Regions from separate parts of the Mus musculus genome. Here all the other regions are linked to region 1. A link is a contact called in public ChIA-PET, HiChIP or PLAC-seq and promoter capture Hi-C data. All regions are on one chromosome and are shown on one strand. The core of a region is the stretch at or near the end of the contact, and the rest is flanking DNA. Distances in the headings are between cores, read along the strand shown.

What was found. Promoter capture Hi-C pulls out the DNA fragments that hold promoters and counts their contacts. ChIA-PET counts read pairs in DNA pulled down with a chosen protein or histone mark. HiChIP or PLAC-seq counts read pairs in DNA pulled down with a chosen protein or histone mark. Capture Hi-C pulls out chosen DNA fragments and counts their contacts.
Region 2: a contact with region 1 is called in a FOXA1 HiChIP or PLAC-seq map of pancreatic cancer cells. The contact joins the promoter of Tnpo2 here to the promoter of Mri1 in region 1. A contact is called at or near these places in 7 of 39 promoter capture datasets (cranial neural crest, erythroid cells, hematopoietic stem and progenitor cells and 3 more), 4 of 115 datasets of contacts at active chromatin or transcription factors (bone marrow-derived macrophages, effector CD8 T cells, microglia and 1 more) and 2 of 9 other capture datasets (adipose tissue and liver).
Region 3: a promoter capture Hi-C map of adipose tissue shows a contact between it and region 1, with 2.5 times the contacts expected there. The contact joins the promoter of Gipc1 here to the promoter of Mri1 in region 1. A contact is called at or near these places in 3 of 39 promoter capture datasets (erythroid cells, liver and pre-B cells), 2 of 484 Hi-C or Micro-C datasets (B cells and CD4 T cells), 5 of 115 datasets of contacts at active chromatin or transcription factors (bone marrow-derived macrophages, craniofacial prominence, large pre-B cells and 2 more) and 2 of 9 other capture datasets (adipose tissue and liver).
Region 4: a contact with region 1 is called in an RNA polymerase II ChIA-PET map of memory CD8 T cells, with 6 times the contacts expected there. The contact joins the promoter of Pkn1 here to the promoter of Mri1 in region 1. A contact is called at or near these places in 5 of 39 promoter capture datasets (the C10 cell line, embryonic stem cells, neutrophils and 1 more), 5 of 115 datasets of contacts at active chromatin or transcription factors (double positive thymocytes, effector CD8 T cells, large pre-B cells and 2 more) and 1 of 9 other capture datasets (liver).
Region 5: a promoter capture Hi-C map of second pharyngeal arch cranial neural crest shows a contact between it and region 1. The contact joins the promoter of Nfix here to the promoter of Mri1 in region 1. A contact is called at or near these places in 6 of 39 promoter capture datasets (cranial neural crest, embryonic stem cells, frontonasal cranial neural crest and 3 more) and 3 of 115 datasets of contacts at active chromatin or transcription factors (embryonic forebrain, embryonic midbrain and stem cell-derived neural progenitor cells).

What each region holds. Positions count from the first base shown.
Region 1 is chr8:84,255,877-84,258,646 of GRCm38.p6, forward strand. Mri1 (methylthioribose-1-phosphate isomerase 1) reads right to left here and starts at 1,448. Exons shown (of 5, transcript NM_026423.4): 1 at 1,014-1,448; 2 at 368-543. The coding sequence starts at 1,384. Ccdc130 (coiled-coil domain containing 130) reads right to left here. Exons shown (of 10, transcript NM_026350.3): 10 at 1,891-2,770. The coding sequence ends at 2,605.
Region 2 is chr8:85,035,505-85,038,274 of GRCm38.p6, forward strand. Tnpo2 (transportin 2 (importin 3, karyopherin beta 2b)) reads left to right here and starts at 1,389. Exons shown (of 25, transcript NM_001364032.1): 1 at 1,389-1,473.
Region 3 is chr8:83,651,360-83,654,129 of GRCm38.p6, forward strand. Gipc1 (GIPC PDZ domain containing family, member 1) reads left to right here and starts at 1,319. Exons shown (of 7, transcript NM_018771.3): 1 at 1,319-1,378.
Region 4 is chr8:83,697,852-83,700,621 of GRCm38.p6, forward strand. It overlaps Pkn1 (protein kinase N1), which reads right to left and starts at 1,328. Exons shown (of 22, transcript NM_177262.4): 1 at 1,116-1,328. The coding sequence starts at 1,136.
Region 5 is chr8:84,798,980-84,801,749 of GRCm38.p6, forward strand. It overlaps Nfix (nuclear factor I/X), which reads right to left and starts at 1,389. Exons shown (of 11, transcript NM_001371053.1): 1 at 1,019-1,389. The coding sequence starts at 1,045.

The sequences.
Region 1 (2,770 bases), core at 198-2,697:
ACAGACGGGTTGTGAGCCACCATGTGGTTGCTGGGAATTGAACTCAGGATTTTTGAAAGAGCAGTCAATGCTCTTTACCACTGAGCCATCTCTCCAGCCCTAGTGTTTATTTTTAATTATGTACATGTGTGTCTCTATGCATGTAAGGGCATGTGCTCGTGGAGGCCAGAAGAGGGTGCTGCAGGTAGTTACTGTGGGTGCTGAGAACTTAATAGGTCTTTGCAAGAGGGGTCCATACTTTTAAGCTGCTGAGCCAGCCCTAGCTAAGCAAGTACTCTTGCCACTGAACTACACCCCCAGCTCCAGTTGCTTTGCCTTGCATCCCATAACATGTCCCATGCCCTAACAATTGAAGGTGCCTCCTCACCTAACGCTGTACCATAGCCAGCAGTGGCCAGAGCACCCGTGTTACAGTGGGTCAGCACGGTCACCTTGCCACCCCTGGGGTTGGTCTGCTCTAGGAGATGGCGGGCTCCCAAGTCCCCGATGCTCCGGTTGTCTTTGAGGTCCTTCTCCAACATATCCTCGGCGAAGCGGATCACTCTGGGGACAGAAGAAGCTCTTAGCACTGTTGGAAGGGAGCTGGCTAACTTTGAAGGGGCCGCCCTTTAAAGGTGAGGTGGGGTTCTGAGAGCCTGAGGACACTTCCACTCTGATCACTAATATAAGTGAGCCAGGAGCTGGGGCTGACGCACAGCAGTAAACAGGAGGAAACCCTTTACCTCTGTGATGATGACGTCATGGTGGGAGAGGCAGTTGATGAACAGGAAGGGGCAGAATCAGGGACAAGGTGTTTTTACAGAAGGGGAGGGGAAGGAGCAGGAACCTGGAGATGAAGTTCTAACTCCAGTGCTTTAATGCTCTAGACTCTAGTCTCAGCCACAGGCAGGAGCCGTACCGGTGCAACAGAAAAGCAGTAAGAACCAAGTGGCTGGACCGGAAGTGGGATGGGAAAGAAAATGGTAGAGAGGAAAGCTGGGCAGAGCACACAAGACTGGTCCAGGATCCCGTACCTTTCCCGCACGGTCTCTTCAGTGGCACCCTCTCGTTCCGCCTCCTGGGCTGCCACTTGACCCAGATCGCGGGCGGCGCGGGCCATGTTGACAGCGGTGGGCCGGGCGGCGACTAAGAGGCGCAGCTGGTCTCGCACGAAGGCCACCAGAGCAGCGAGTCCGGGACCGCCGGCGCCGGCCCGCAGCTCCACGGCCAGGCTGAGGCAGCCGACCAGCGCGATGGCCGGGGCTCCGCGCACCTTCATGGCGCGGATGGCTTCACTAGCCTGCTGCACGGAGCTCAGTGCCTCATAGTGGCAGTGCTCTGGCAGCTGCAGCTGGTCGAGGATCTGCAGCGAGCCGGGCGAGTAGCGGATCGCTTCCAGTGTCATGTTGCCTACCCTGCAGGGCCACGAGGAATCCTGCACAGGCTGCGGGGCGGAGTTGCGTCCTGCCGCGTGCGCATGCGCACGCGCTCCTAGGTTATCGGGCGATTAGCGTCTTCCAGAGTGGCTGTAACTTCTCCCAAGGCCGAGTTCTAGCTCCAAGATGCTTGGTGATGGGGCTATTTTTTTGCCGGAAATCGTCCATCCGTTACTGAAGCGATGACTTGGAACTCTCAGCTCTGCCTATCCACGGCTCACAGACACCCAGCGCTTAATCAGCGTGTCAAACGACCTTCCGTGGGACTACTTTTGTCTCCATTTTTTTAAAAAAAAGCAAGCACCATGAGGGACGTTTATTCTCAGGGCCTGAAGAGATTGCTCAATGGTTAGGCGTGCATTCTGCTCTTGTAGAGGACCAAAGGCTTCACGACTGCCGCTAGTTTTAAAGGATTCAAGGCCCTCTTTCAAACCTCAGTGAGACAACATACTCACAACATGCAAACACACAAAAATAAACCTCAGATTTTAATTCCAGCATTCAGGAGGTAGAGATATATTTGTGAATCTGGCTCCACAATAGTTACAGAACGAGTTCCAGGACAGCCAGGGATACATGAGAAACCCTATTTTAAAGCTGGACCACACCTTGTCTCTATTGCTGGGGTGCCAGGATGACGGTTGTCTGCCCACTATGCCTGGCTGGATTAGGGTGTTTTTGAGGTTGTTTCACAAACATCCCTACTGGCTGGCCACTATGAGTGACCCACACCAGCCCATGACATGGAGTTTGGATGTTCTTCCTGCCTGCCGTTAGCTTTATTTCTCTGGCTCCAGCAGCCTGGCCCTCTTTCAACCTTCCTTATGTAGTCCTTGACACCTCATAAGGGGACGTCACCCCAGGCCGTGGCCAATCTTGGTCAGTATCTCAAACCCTTCATCGGGCTTTGTGGGGCCACACTGCCGTCACAACGATGCAGCAGCATCTGCTTAGTTGGCTGGAAGTGAGGGCAGGGCAGCTACTAGATGAGTTTAGAAACAAGGCAGGGACAAAGAACAGCACTTTAATGCTCAGGTATCAGGGTTACATCAAGGCACAGGCATTCTCACCAAAACCAAATAAATAATAATCTGTATAGGAAGGTAGGTCTGTATCTGGGCTGGCAGCAATGTGCCAGTCCCTAAGGTCTGGACGCGTCATGGCTTCTGGTCCTGGAATTCTGACTCCCTTACTCGCTCTCTGAGTCAGAGTAGTCAGCCACCAGGGAGGCATTGGGGGTGTTGGGGTTCAGCAGGTCCTCCTGGGAGGAACCTAGGGGGAAGGCCTGATCACTACAGTTTCTCTTGGATTCTGATGTCTTGCTGGTCCTGGATGCTTCTGCTGCCTCTTCAAGT
Region 2 (2,770 bases), core at 139-2,638, 780 kb after region 1:
GCTCTTGCCTAAATTGCTCTGGGCAATCCTCATCTCACTTTTAAGGTAGGTTAAGGGATTAGGTCTTCTGATCGAATTTAGCTGCCTTGTTTTATTTTAGAAGTTATTGCCAGGGGCTGAATAAGATGACTCAGCGATTAAGTGCACTTGTTGCTTTGCTACAGGACCCTGGTTTTGAGTGCCAGCAATCGTATATGGCAGCTCACAACTGTCTTGTAGCTCTAGTTCCAGGAGATTCAACACCTGACTGTCTCGTCAGAAACGTGATGCAGACATAAATGCAGGCAAAACAAACATAAATCCGGTGGCGCATGCCTTGAATCCCAGCACTTGGGAGGCAGAGGCTGGCGGATTCTCAGTTCGAGGACAGCCTGGACTACAGATTGAGTTCCAGGACAGCCAGAGCTACACAGAGAAACCCTGTCACGAAAAACAGAACAAAAAATGGCCACGTGTTATTTTTCAGTCCCATGTAAAAAGTGTTTAAACAGCATTGAACAATAACAGGACAGTTGCTCTAGTAAAATCCAGCACCGCCAGCTGCCTGCCCTGCTCTTTACGTCGGTGTAGTGCTGTTTAGGGGAGCGAAAGAGAAAGTTACATTTTAACCCCCTCCCCCAGTTTCTCTGTGTAGCCTTGGCTGTCCTGGAACCAGTTCCATAGATCAGGGAGTGCTGGGGTTAAAGGGGTGCGCCGCCACTGCCCGGCTTCATTTTAACTTATTTTTGATCAAAGGGTTTTGTGATGTAGCTTTCCTGGCACCAGAGGGGTCTACTGTTGCCTTATTCCCTATCCCTGCCCTCCCTCCCTCCCAATCCAGTTCTGAGGCACGCCGGACTGCGGAACAGTTTAAATTTTAGGGAGTTGTAGTAAGGACACGGTTAGCTGTAGTTGAAGGATTCCTAGGTCCATTACACACCGAAAACACCCATGCACTACTAAATTTCTAGCTCCAGCAAAATCTGCAACTCAGTGGGGCTGGGGCCAGTTAAGAGTACTGTGGGCTCTCGTAGAGGACCCAGGTTTGATTTCAGCATCCACATGGCTCACCACCACCAGCTTCACAGGCATCCAATGCAATCTTCTGATCCCCACGGCACTGCGCGCACATGGTTCAGACAAAAATACCAATATACGTTAAAGAAGAAAGAAGAAAGCTGCAGTAAGGAAAAGGAAACGAGACGCTGGGAGGACCTAATGGCAAGAGAGGCCTAGAGGCGGTACTTATTCTCTCACGTGACTCAACTTGGCCAGGGCCACTCTGTGCCAGATCACGTGTGAGTGCTTCGCTCTCCGATTGGCTTTGGTAGGCCAGTTTGAACGGCGTACGGAAGCCGAAATTGTTCATTTCGGCCGCGTTTAATTTTTTTTTTTTTTTTTTTTTTTTAATTCCCTGCCTCTGGCTCCCTCCTTCCGCGCGAGCCTCTGGAGAAGCTGCAGCACTTAGGCGCCGCCGCTGCCTCCCGGGGCCTGGTAGGTGGGCCTCGCTCGGCCGGGGCCCCTTGGCTTCAGCTCGCCTCGAACCTCCCTGGGTTCTGGGCCTGCGCCGCGCGCCGCCCAGGCGTCGGGGTCGCGCCCGGCTGAGAGGCGGGGTACCGGGTTGGGCCAGCTCTCGAGGCCGGCAGAACGGGCCGGGCGGGGGAGGGGGAGCTGATCTGATCTCAAGGGGTGGGGCCTCGGCGCCCGGGCAGGTTCGGGTGCCACGAGATGCGGGCCAGTGGGGCGGCTGGGGTCGGGCTGGAGGGGCGCTGATTGGGGGAATCGTCGGGGGACGTCGCGTGGATCGGGTGTGTGTGGGGATCTGTTTCGGCGGGGCTTGGTTGGGTCTGATTCGGGGGAGACAGCCTTGAAAGTTGAGAGGGGAAGGTTGTTTAGTCCTAATAGGGAGGGGCGTCAGACTTGAGACCAGAGGGCTTTGCTGAGTCTGGCTGCGAGGCGGTGGTGGGATCCGTTGAGGGTAGCGCACCGGGCGGGTGTTTGTGCGGGACTCTGTAAGGGAAGCTGCAGGGATTGGACGGATGGGGTCTCCGACGTGAAGTGATCGGGGGTGAGGGGGTGGGAGGGGGCTTAGGGGAATTTGATTGGGGGAGCTGCCAGAGGTCCGTCAGCATTAATTCCTGCTGACTGGGGCGGAGGGTAAGAGCTAGAGAAGCTTGGCCAGATCTGATTGGGGGCAGGCAGCGGGCATTGGGGGCTTTGGTCGTGGGTTGGGTGATTCTGACTGGCTCTCATTCAAAGAGACATTGGAAACCTATCGGGTATTGCTTGTATTCTGGTTAAGGAGGGTCACAGGGCCGCGTCTAGGTCAGAAAGGGGGCCATGTGGCGTCTACTGAGCTTGTAGAGCCGGTTTAGAAGAGGGAGCAGGGATGAGCAAGATCTGGGCGCTTAGGGACCTAGAGGAGCTCAGAAATCTAGGAGGCGGCTGGCATCTAGTGGAGCTGGAAGGCTGGATTTTGGGGAAGGGAATCCTCGTGGACTGAGCCTTCACCTGAAAGACCGCTGGGGCGGGGCCCCTCGCCCTGGAGGGAGGCGGAAGCCGTGAGGCCCGTAACCGGGGGCGGCGGTGGCGTGGATCGCTTTGGAAAGAGGGTTCCTCGTTAGGCTCGATGTGGATCCGTCGCGCCCCCGCCGCTGGTCCTGATGGCCCGCTTTTATATTCCCCCCACTCGCACTCCCGAGCCCGCGACTGCGTGGCCGAGGATGGCTTAGCTGGCGGGGACCCCGCACTTGGACAGGCGCGGATTGGAGGCCTCCGCTTCTCGGCGGAG
Region 3 (2,770 bases), core at 69-2,568, 600 kb before region 1:
TTTGAGGTTTCAAAGATTCAAGTAATTTCCAGTCTCTCCTCTCTCTCTCTCTCTCTCTCTCCTCCCTCCCTCTCTCTCTGTTCCTCCCTCTTTCTCCCTCCCTTCTCTCTTCCTCACTCTCTGCGTGTGTATGTGTGTGTGTGGGGGGTTAAAAGGTAAGAAAGTGGGGGCTGGAGAGATGGCTCAGCAGTTAAGAGCACTGACTGCTTTTCTGAAGGTTCTGAGTTCAAATCCCAGCAACCACATGGTGGCTCACAACCGTCTGTAATGACATCTGATGCCCTCTTCTGAAGACAGCAACAGTGCGCTTAGATATAATAATAAATATAATATAAATCTTTTTTTAAAAAAAAGGTAAGAAAGTGGATGACAAAGTGTACGCACAGTAAACTCAGAGTTAGATGGAGATAAACTCATAAAAGGGAAGCAGGAGAAGTGACTTGAAGGTAGATTGTCAGCCTAGCATCCACCAGTAACAGTGCCTCAACCTTGAGCACTTGACCCAATAGCTGATCCTCCAAGAGGAGGAGGAACTGGGCCTACGTTCAACCTTAGAGCACCTAGAAGAACGAAGGAGAAGGGGGAGAAAGAGTCCATTGTCCCTGAGGGTAGAAGCCTGGACTGGTTGGTCACTAGCTTCGATTCCGTACAGTAGGTGCTCAATTGACAAGTCGAGTGTTCTACTGTTCTGATACGTTCCATAGAGTCTTACACAATTTTGCTTGCGAAGTGCTCTGCAGCTCTCTGTGCAGCTTCGGAGCCTTTGCACACCCTGTATCTAACATTGTGTATACTCCATCCTTGTGTCTATAGAGACAGGACCGAGCCTGGTACCAGGCAGGGGCACTTAAATATTGAAAGACTGAATGAATGCGCGATCGCCTTTGTCTATTGTGTAGAGTGGAAGAAGCGGAGACACGCGGGACCCTCCCTATTCACTGTGGTCCACCCTCTGGAATCAAAGCATCTTTCTGGGAGGGAAGAGGGGCTTGGGGCTGCCCTCCAGCCTCTCGCTGACCTCTCAAAAACCGCGCTTTCCTGGATACAGAACTCAGTCCTCCAAACCCGGTCATCTGACTCTCGCTGCCAGCTCCCCCGCCGTCTCCCAACCCTTGCAGCCTCACAATGGTTCAGCCCTTCCCTATTTAGAGCGAGTAAGGTTGGACCACTGCTCGCACAATGGGGGGAGCCCGAGGCGCGGCGGAGGGATCCCTCTGGAGCGTTCCGACGGGAGGCGCCCATTGGTCGCGAGTGCACACGGCCGTCGCTGATTAGTCCGCCCGGGACGCCGGCCCCGCCCAAGTCCCGGAGGCCCAGGGAGAAGCCGGGCGGAGTTTCGAGAGGACCGAGCAGGGCGCGCGCGGTGGCGGCGGCGCAGGTGAGTGTCCCCCGCCCGGGGGGCGGCCTCCAGGGCGTGGAGCCGTGGCGGTGGGGTGGAGCTGGCCGCGTCGGGACCCCAAACACGGACCCCTCCCCGCTGGCCGGGCCTCCCGTCCGCCTCTGCTCTCTGCTCCCAGGACGCTCCCTGTTGGTGGTGGGTCAGTGTTCCCGACCCTTCCCAGGCCTCTTCCCAAAGCTGGCTGGGGGGAACACCGAGACCCAGGTCGGGATAACAGTAACAACCGCAGCACTAGTTTAATGACTCCCCCTCGCAAGCCCGGATCGGTGTTTCCTCGTCCGGCGCTTATGCTGCACAGCTCAGTTGAATCAAAACACCCTCCTGGGAGGGGTTATTAACTTGTTTTAGAAGTGAGGCACTAGTGCCAGAGAGGTGGAGTAACTTACTCAAGGTCACACAGCTAGTAAATGACCCATGGGGCTTAGGGACCCGTATCCTTTGAGTCCAGAAACTAGTCCCAGAGATCAGCCCCTAGACTCACGCCCACCGCCACCCCCATATTCACTTCGGAGCCGCACCTGCTGGGTTTTGCTTTCCTCTCCTCGCCCACGGGTCACTAGACAGCTTCCAGGTTGCCCTCGTGTCCCTTCTCTGAGCTGGAGAGGCAAGGCCCAAATACCATGGGTCGTTTAACCCCATTTCCTTTCCACCTACCCTGTCCACTCTCCACTGTTAAAGGGATGACTGGAAGTATAGAGACTTGGTGTCTGGGGAGCGCGGGGGCTACAGGCGGCCAAGACCGGTCAAGCTGTGCATTCACGCCCCTCAGCCCCCGCCCCGGAAACACTGGAGAGATGAAACCTTCAGGATCCGGTTTTTCAAGAATGAATCAGAAGCTCCTGCCTTCCTCCCCGAAGCAATGCTGTGCCCGGGGTTAGGAGGGAGGGACGACCGGGGCAGGTGTGGTGTCCCCTAAGCCAGGCGTTATCTGAGCCCCTGGAACAACCCGTTTCCTGCTCCCCCCACTTGGCTTTTCTGTGACTGCGGGGGTTGCAGAGTTTCAGGCCCTTTTTGGGATGAGAGTGCTGGACTCCGGAAATCCATCCAACCCACTTCCCTTCAGCTCCTTGCAGACAGACTGGAGAGACGCACACACTTAGCTCTCTAGCAGTCATGTTGTGGGGGTTTGAACCACAGGCAGTCGGGGATGTAAGACATTCATTCTACAATTCAGCCCTTGTGGAACCCGACCGAGGTTTCACACGCTAGGCAGGTGCCCTACGCCTGAACTACACACCCATCACCTACAGATACTGAGCAGCCACTGTGCCTGACAGCATATTTTGCTTAGAGGACTCCAAACACGGGACAGAATTTCCTGCAGTCTGGTAGGGAACAGACAACCAGGTAACAGGCAGCCATTGTAGATCC
Region 4 (2,770 bases), core at 78-2,577, 560 kb before region 1:
CCAAGATGTAGGTCCAGCCTCATTCTGGGAATCACAGCCTCCATGTGCGTCCTACTCGGGACACACCAAGCACATGCATGTACTGGGACAGCCCTGCACAGCCCTCAGTGGGCTTGAAGGGGAGCCGGCACCGGTGCATCAGCCTGGAGGTCTGACCTTGTGAGATCGGCAGCACCAGATACGCCCAGCTCCTCGGCAAGGCCGGCAGGCCATCAGCAGGACTGGGGAAGACGGGTACAGAAGGGTACAGGGGAGACATGGGGGCAGGTGTAGAAGGAGATGAGAACCAGTTACACAGGACAATGGACTGCATGGTGACGAATTAATGGAGCCACAAAGATACAAAGATCTCAGATTTTGGGCCACTGAATTAGAGTGGGGAGTCAGTCACCCCGACCCTGACCCTGCTTCAGTAACGCCCAACAGGTCACACAGGGAAGGCCATGTGGCTGGCAGATGCCAGTCACAGGTGTCTGTTGCGAGGGAGTAGAGACCCAGCCCTGTCACCTTCCAGACATAAAATCCTTCCTGTCTGTGTGACAGGACACGCCCCACCTGGGTTACAGCTCCATCTGTCAGCCTGAAGGGTGGTTATGGGGAACAAGGCGGAAGGAGGAACCCGGCCTCAGGCCTAGTGAAGTGACTTAGACACTTCCTCCAACAGGTGCCCATCTGGGTGGCGTCAAGACCATCGTAAAGACGTCTGCAGGCGGGGGTGGCCCGGGCTTTGTTGTGCGGGGGAGGGGATCGGGCCGGGCACTCCTCCGGTCCGGGGCAGGGTGCCAGGCACCTGCTCCAGGTGAAGCGGCACCTGACAGAAACCGAACGCTGCAGGACCCAGAGTAGGATGTGGGGACGACAGGCACCGGGATCCGCAGCTAGCCTCGGACACCGAAGTGGGGACCCCGCTACACACGCTGACTCTCGGGGAGGGCCAAAGGAGGGGATGCTGGGGTAGAATCCCGAACAGCACCCCTTCCTCCGACCCGGTCGGCGCCTCCACCTGCTACAAGGGCCCGCGCGGGCTCCCGATGGGGACCTCGTCCGGGACTCTACCCGTGCCTGGGGTCCTCCGCGCCTTCTGGCCGCCCCGCGGGTGCGGACAAGTCGCCTACCTGTACGGCGTCGCCGGCCATGTCCTCCGGCCGCCCGCCAGGGGTCCCAGCGCCAAGGAAGGGCTTGCGAGCGCGCGGGCGGGTGCGGCGGGAGGCGCGGCGCCCAGACCCTCCCAGGCGCGCGGCGCGCTCCGGCCTGCTGCGCTCGGCCCGGCCTGGCCAGGCCTCCGCCGAGCTGCGCCCTCCGGCCCCAGCGGCTGCAGGGTGGGTCACGTGAGCGCCGAGGTCCGCGCCTGGGGAGGAGGCGGGGCGGGGGCGGGGCTCCCGGCGGCCCCCGGGGCTTGCAGCGGGGAAATAGGGTCCCTGTTGGCTGTGGGGTGCGGCAAGCGCTCCTTGTAGCGTAGGGGACTCTGAGCGGGCCTAAGCGACCGCGAGCCTCAGAGGCCTTGTCCCCCGCCTCCAACCCCTTTGAATGCAATGGTCACCGTCCACCACCACCCTCGACACACACGGCCCAGCTGCACAGAGGCATCCTCCCTCCCGTTTCCCGGGAGGCAAACACAGGGAGAGCCTGACTTCAAATCCCAGTGTCCTGGGCCTTGGGGGAACACAATACCCCTCAGGACTAGGATGTCTGTAAAACTTGAGGAAGAGTAGGGCAAGTGTATAGATCCCAAGTGCACAATAAATGCCAGCAGTTGTCACTTTTAGCTCATTTTTTTAAAGACTTTATTTTGATTCATGTGTGTTAGGAATAAGTTTCGGGGTGGCAAAGAAAGAGACCATCCTTCAAAATGAAATGTCCGAACAAGGCAAACTTTACTCTTCATCAAGACAGTGCGCTGCGGAAAAGCAAAGAGAAGACAGGAAGTGCATATGGTTTCTATTCTAACTCAGGTGACCTCGCAGTCTTATTCAATTGGCTAGTCTGAGAAAATTGGCGCAGAGGAAATTGAAGGGGAAAGGGGTCACTGCTCCAAGCGATCAATTTCCTAGAATGGAGCGGGGGGGGGGGGGGCGCTTTGTATAAACAAAAGTTTTACTGGGTGAGGAGGATTAAAACATCTCCTTAAAAGTCCTATAAGGTAGGAGAGATAATGATTTTAATTACTGTCCAAAAGACTAATCTTATACTATTTGCTAGAAAAGACTCATATTTAATTTCTTGCATGTGTATATATGTGTTTCTTTGTGTGAGTTATGCACATGTGTGTGGGTGCCTCTGGAGGTCAGAAGAAGACATGGGATGCCCTAAAAGGAAGTTATAAACTGTTTGTGGACTGCACCACCTGGGTGCTGGGTCCAGACTTGAGTTTTCTACAAGAGTAGTATTGCTTCTATCTCTTCAACTCCTATTTTAATCTTTATACCATTTATTGAGTGTGTTCACGTGCATGTACCACACATGCCAAGCCAAATGTGTGGTGGCCAGTGAGTGACTTACAGGATGGCTTTTCTTCTGCACCCTATCATTTGGGGGGGGCACCCAAACTCATCTTCCTAAGCCCTGAACAGGCCCAATACTCCATCACTGAACTCTCAAGACTACAGTAGAGGCTTCCTTCCTTGTCCCCCAGCCGCCTCCTCCTTACAGTCTCTTCCCCAAACCGCATACCAACGGAGCCTAAAGTCTAGACATTTCCAGGAGGAGCCCACCAGGTCCTGTGTCACCTGCCGCCCTTGGTCACTTGCCACTCGCTGCTTCAGCAAGTTGA
Region 5 (2,770 bases), core at 139-2,638, 540 kb after region 1:
CAGGCCTGGCCAGCAGGCAAGGCTAGACAACCTCCACAAATTCCCTCTGCCTGCCGAAATCTGTCATCTGCCCTGGCCTGGTCCTGCAGATAGAGCTGTGAGGGCCCCTCTAGATCTGGGTTGGTCTGGCTGGTGCCCTCTCAGAGCTTGGAGTCACGGCTAAAAAGAGTGGGGTGGCAGATCAGGCACGCTCCAGGCCTGAGCCTCCGCTACACCATAGCGCAGGGAACTTCGCTGGAGGCGGGACGCGTTCTCGCGCTCGCGCTCCCGAAGCACGCCAAGGTCGGCGCTGCTGTGCCCGAGGCTGACCCGACGGCTGATCCCAACAGGGTCGACCTGCGGTGGCCGCCGCCGCTCCCGCCCTTCCCGCCTGCGGGTAGCGGACCGGGATTCCCCGGGGCACTTCCAGGTTCACGCAGCGGCGGTCCTGGTCTTCGAGACCGGAAAGTTTGCACGGAGGAAAGTTTGGGGCCGGGGAGCCGCGTCTGCAAACGTCCAGGATCCGCAGAGAGGCGCGGCCCGGGCTGGCAGCACGCCCGTCCCTCCCTCCCCTCCCCTGCCCCTCCGAAATTTGGGAGCCCCGCCATTTTCTCAGCCCCGCTCCCATGCGAGGCCTGAACAAAGACTTTGGGGAGACGCCCGGGCCGCTCGGGCCGCCCGGGGCACCCCAGCCGCACGCAGAGCCGCTGCCCACACGCCCGCCACTGCCACCCCGGGGCGGCCGCGCCGCGCCGCGCGCACGGAACGCCGCCCGCCCGTGCTCCCCCGCGCCCCGGGGCCACTCTGCCTCCTGCCGCCGTGTCACCCTGCCCGCCCGCGCCTGCCACCACGCCGCGTCGCCGCGCAGCAGCAGGGGTCCGCTGTCCGCCGCACCCCGCCGCGCGCGTTCGCCCCTCGCCCCCTCTCCACGCACTCCTGCCGCGCGCCCCGGGGCAGCGCCCCCGCGCCCCGCCCGCTGCCCGCGCGCCTGCGGGACCCCGGCCCGGCCCTCCCGGGGCGCGGGGGCGGCGGCCGGTACCTGGGTGAGGCAGTACGGGGAGTACATCGCTGGGCGCCCGGGCGCGAGCGCGGAGGCCGGCCGCGGCGAGGGCAGGCCCGGCAGGCGGCGTCGCGCTGGCTGGCGCTCGGGCTCCGGCTCCGCTGCTCCGGCCTCTGCCGCGCGGCGCCCGCCCGGCCCGCGGCCCCGCTCGGCCCGCCGCCGCTCCGCGCTCACAGGCTCGGCCCCGCGGGCTCCGGGCCGCCGCCGCGCTCGCCGCTGCCTCTCGCGTCCGCCGCCGCCGCCGCCGCCGCCGCGCGTCTACTCCATGCCGCCGCCGCTCGGCCGCTCGCCCTCGCCCGCCACCGCCGCCGCCGCCGCCGCCGCCGCGCTGTGAAAGTGAAAGTTTAGACAAAGTTTGGAAGCGGCGCACTCCGGGGAGAGGGAGCGGGCGGGCGGCGCGGGCGGGAGGAGGGGCGCGGGGAGGGGCGGGCGGGGCGGGTGAGCGCGGCCGGCGCGCACACACATGCACACACGCACACACGCACACACACATACACGCGGGGACGCACACCGACGCGGCCGCCCCGACACGTGCTGGCCGGCGTTCGGGCGCCGACACACGCTGACACGCAGCAGGGCTTGGACGGGCACAAATGTCACGAAGGAACGCAGGGCCTATTCCTCATGGAGTCGCAGCAGACGGCGGTGCACACCGGGCACAGACACGAGCAAGAGCCACACACCACCTACTGTCACATGTCGTCCCAATGCAGACAGATGCGGAGAGCCACACTAACATACATGCACGTGCCACACATGTTCCTGCAGAATATTGACACACACGATCACACAACCATATATACCTTGTCACACTCTGGATACACAATGACACACCAACACACAGCCACGCCAAAATATCTTGGAAGACAGCTATGGCAACCCAGACATGGTGACACTGACACATGGGAGCCCCCATACAAAGGACACAAAGTATCACTGTACATACACACACACACACACACACACACACACACACGTTATACATTGAGTTGGCCAGATATACCCCAGACCTAGGGCACACTGATCTACAATCCTGATAGCAAAACAGCTGGCAGGTTCTGTAAAAACTCTCTCAAGTATAACACGCATGCATGCGCGCGCACACACACACACACACCACCCTTACCCTTCATATGTCTCCCATAGCTTTGCACATGTCCTGGGACTTAGGAACATTATTTGTATTGTGGTGATGCTCCAGCCCATTGCAGGCCCAGGATTCCCCATTTCCACTGCAGATGGGAATGAGGTGGGGTGGGTTGGCATATGGCATCTGTCTGCAATCCCTGCACTCAGAAGCTCCAAGAGAAAAATTATAACTGAGCTGTAGACCAGCCTGAGCTACATAGTTTGAGGCTGGCTTGACCTGTGTACTGAGACCCTGTTTCAAAACACACACACACACACACACACACACACACACTCTCTCTCTCTCTCTCTCTCTCACTCTCTCTCTCTCTCTCTCTCTCTCTCTCTCTCTCTCTCTCTCTCTCTCTCTCTCTCTCTCGCAACAGAGAGAGAAAGGAAAAGTCTTCACAGAGAGGGAGGGAAGAAAGAAGCTGGGAAGGGGGTACTGGAAACTCTGAAGTAGGACATAGAGAACTGTTGGGTGACTCTAGGTTGATGGGAAGACTGTGCCCCAGTCCCCAGGCAGATCCCACCAAGGTAGAGCTCCCTCCTATTGCTAGGTGCAGCCAGCACCTTGTCAGTCCCCACCCCCACCCCCCAGCC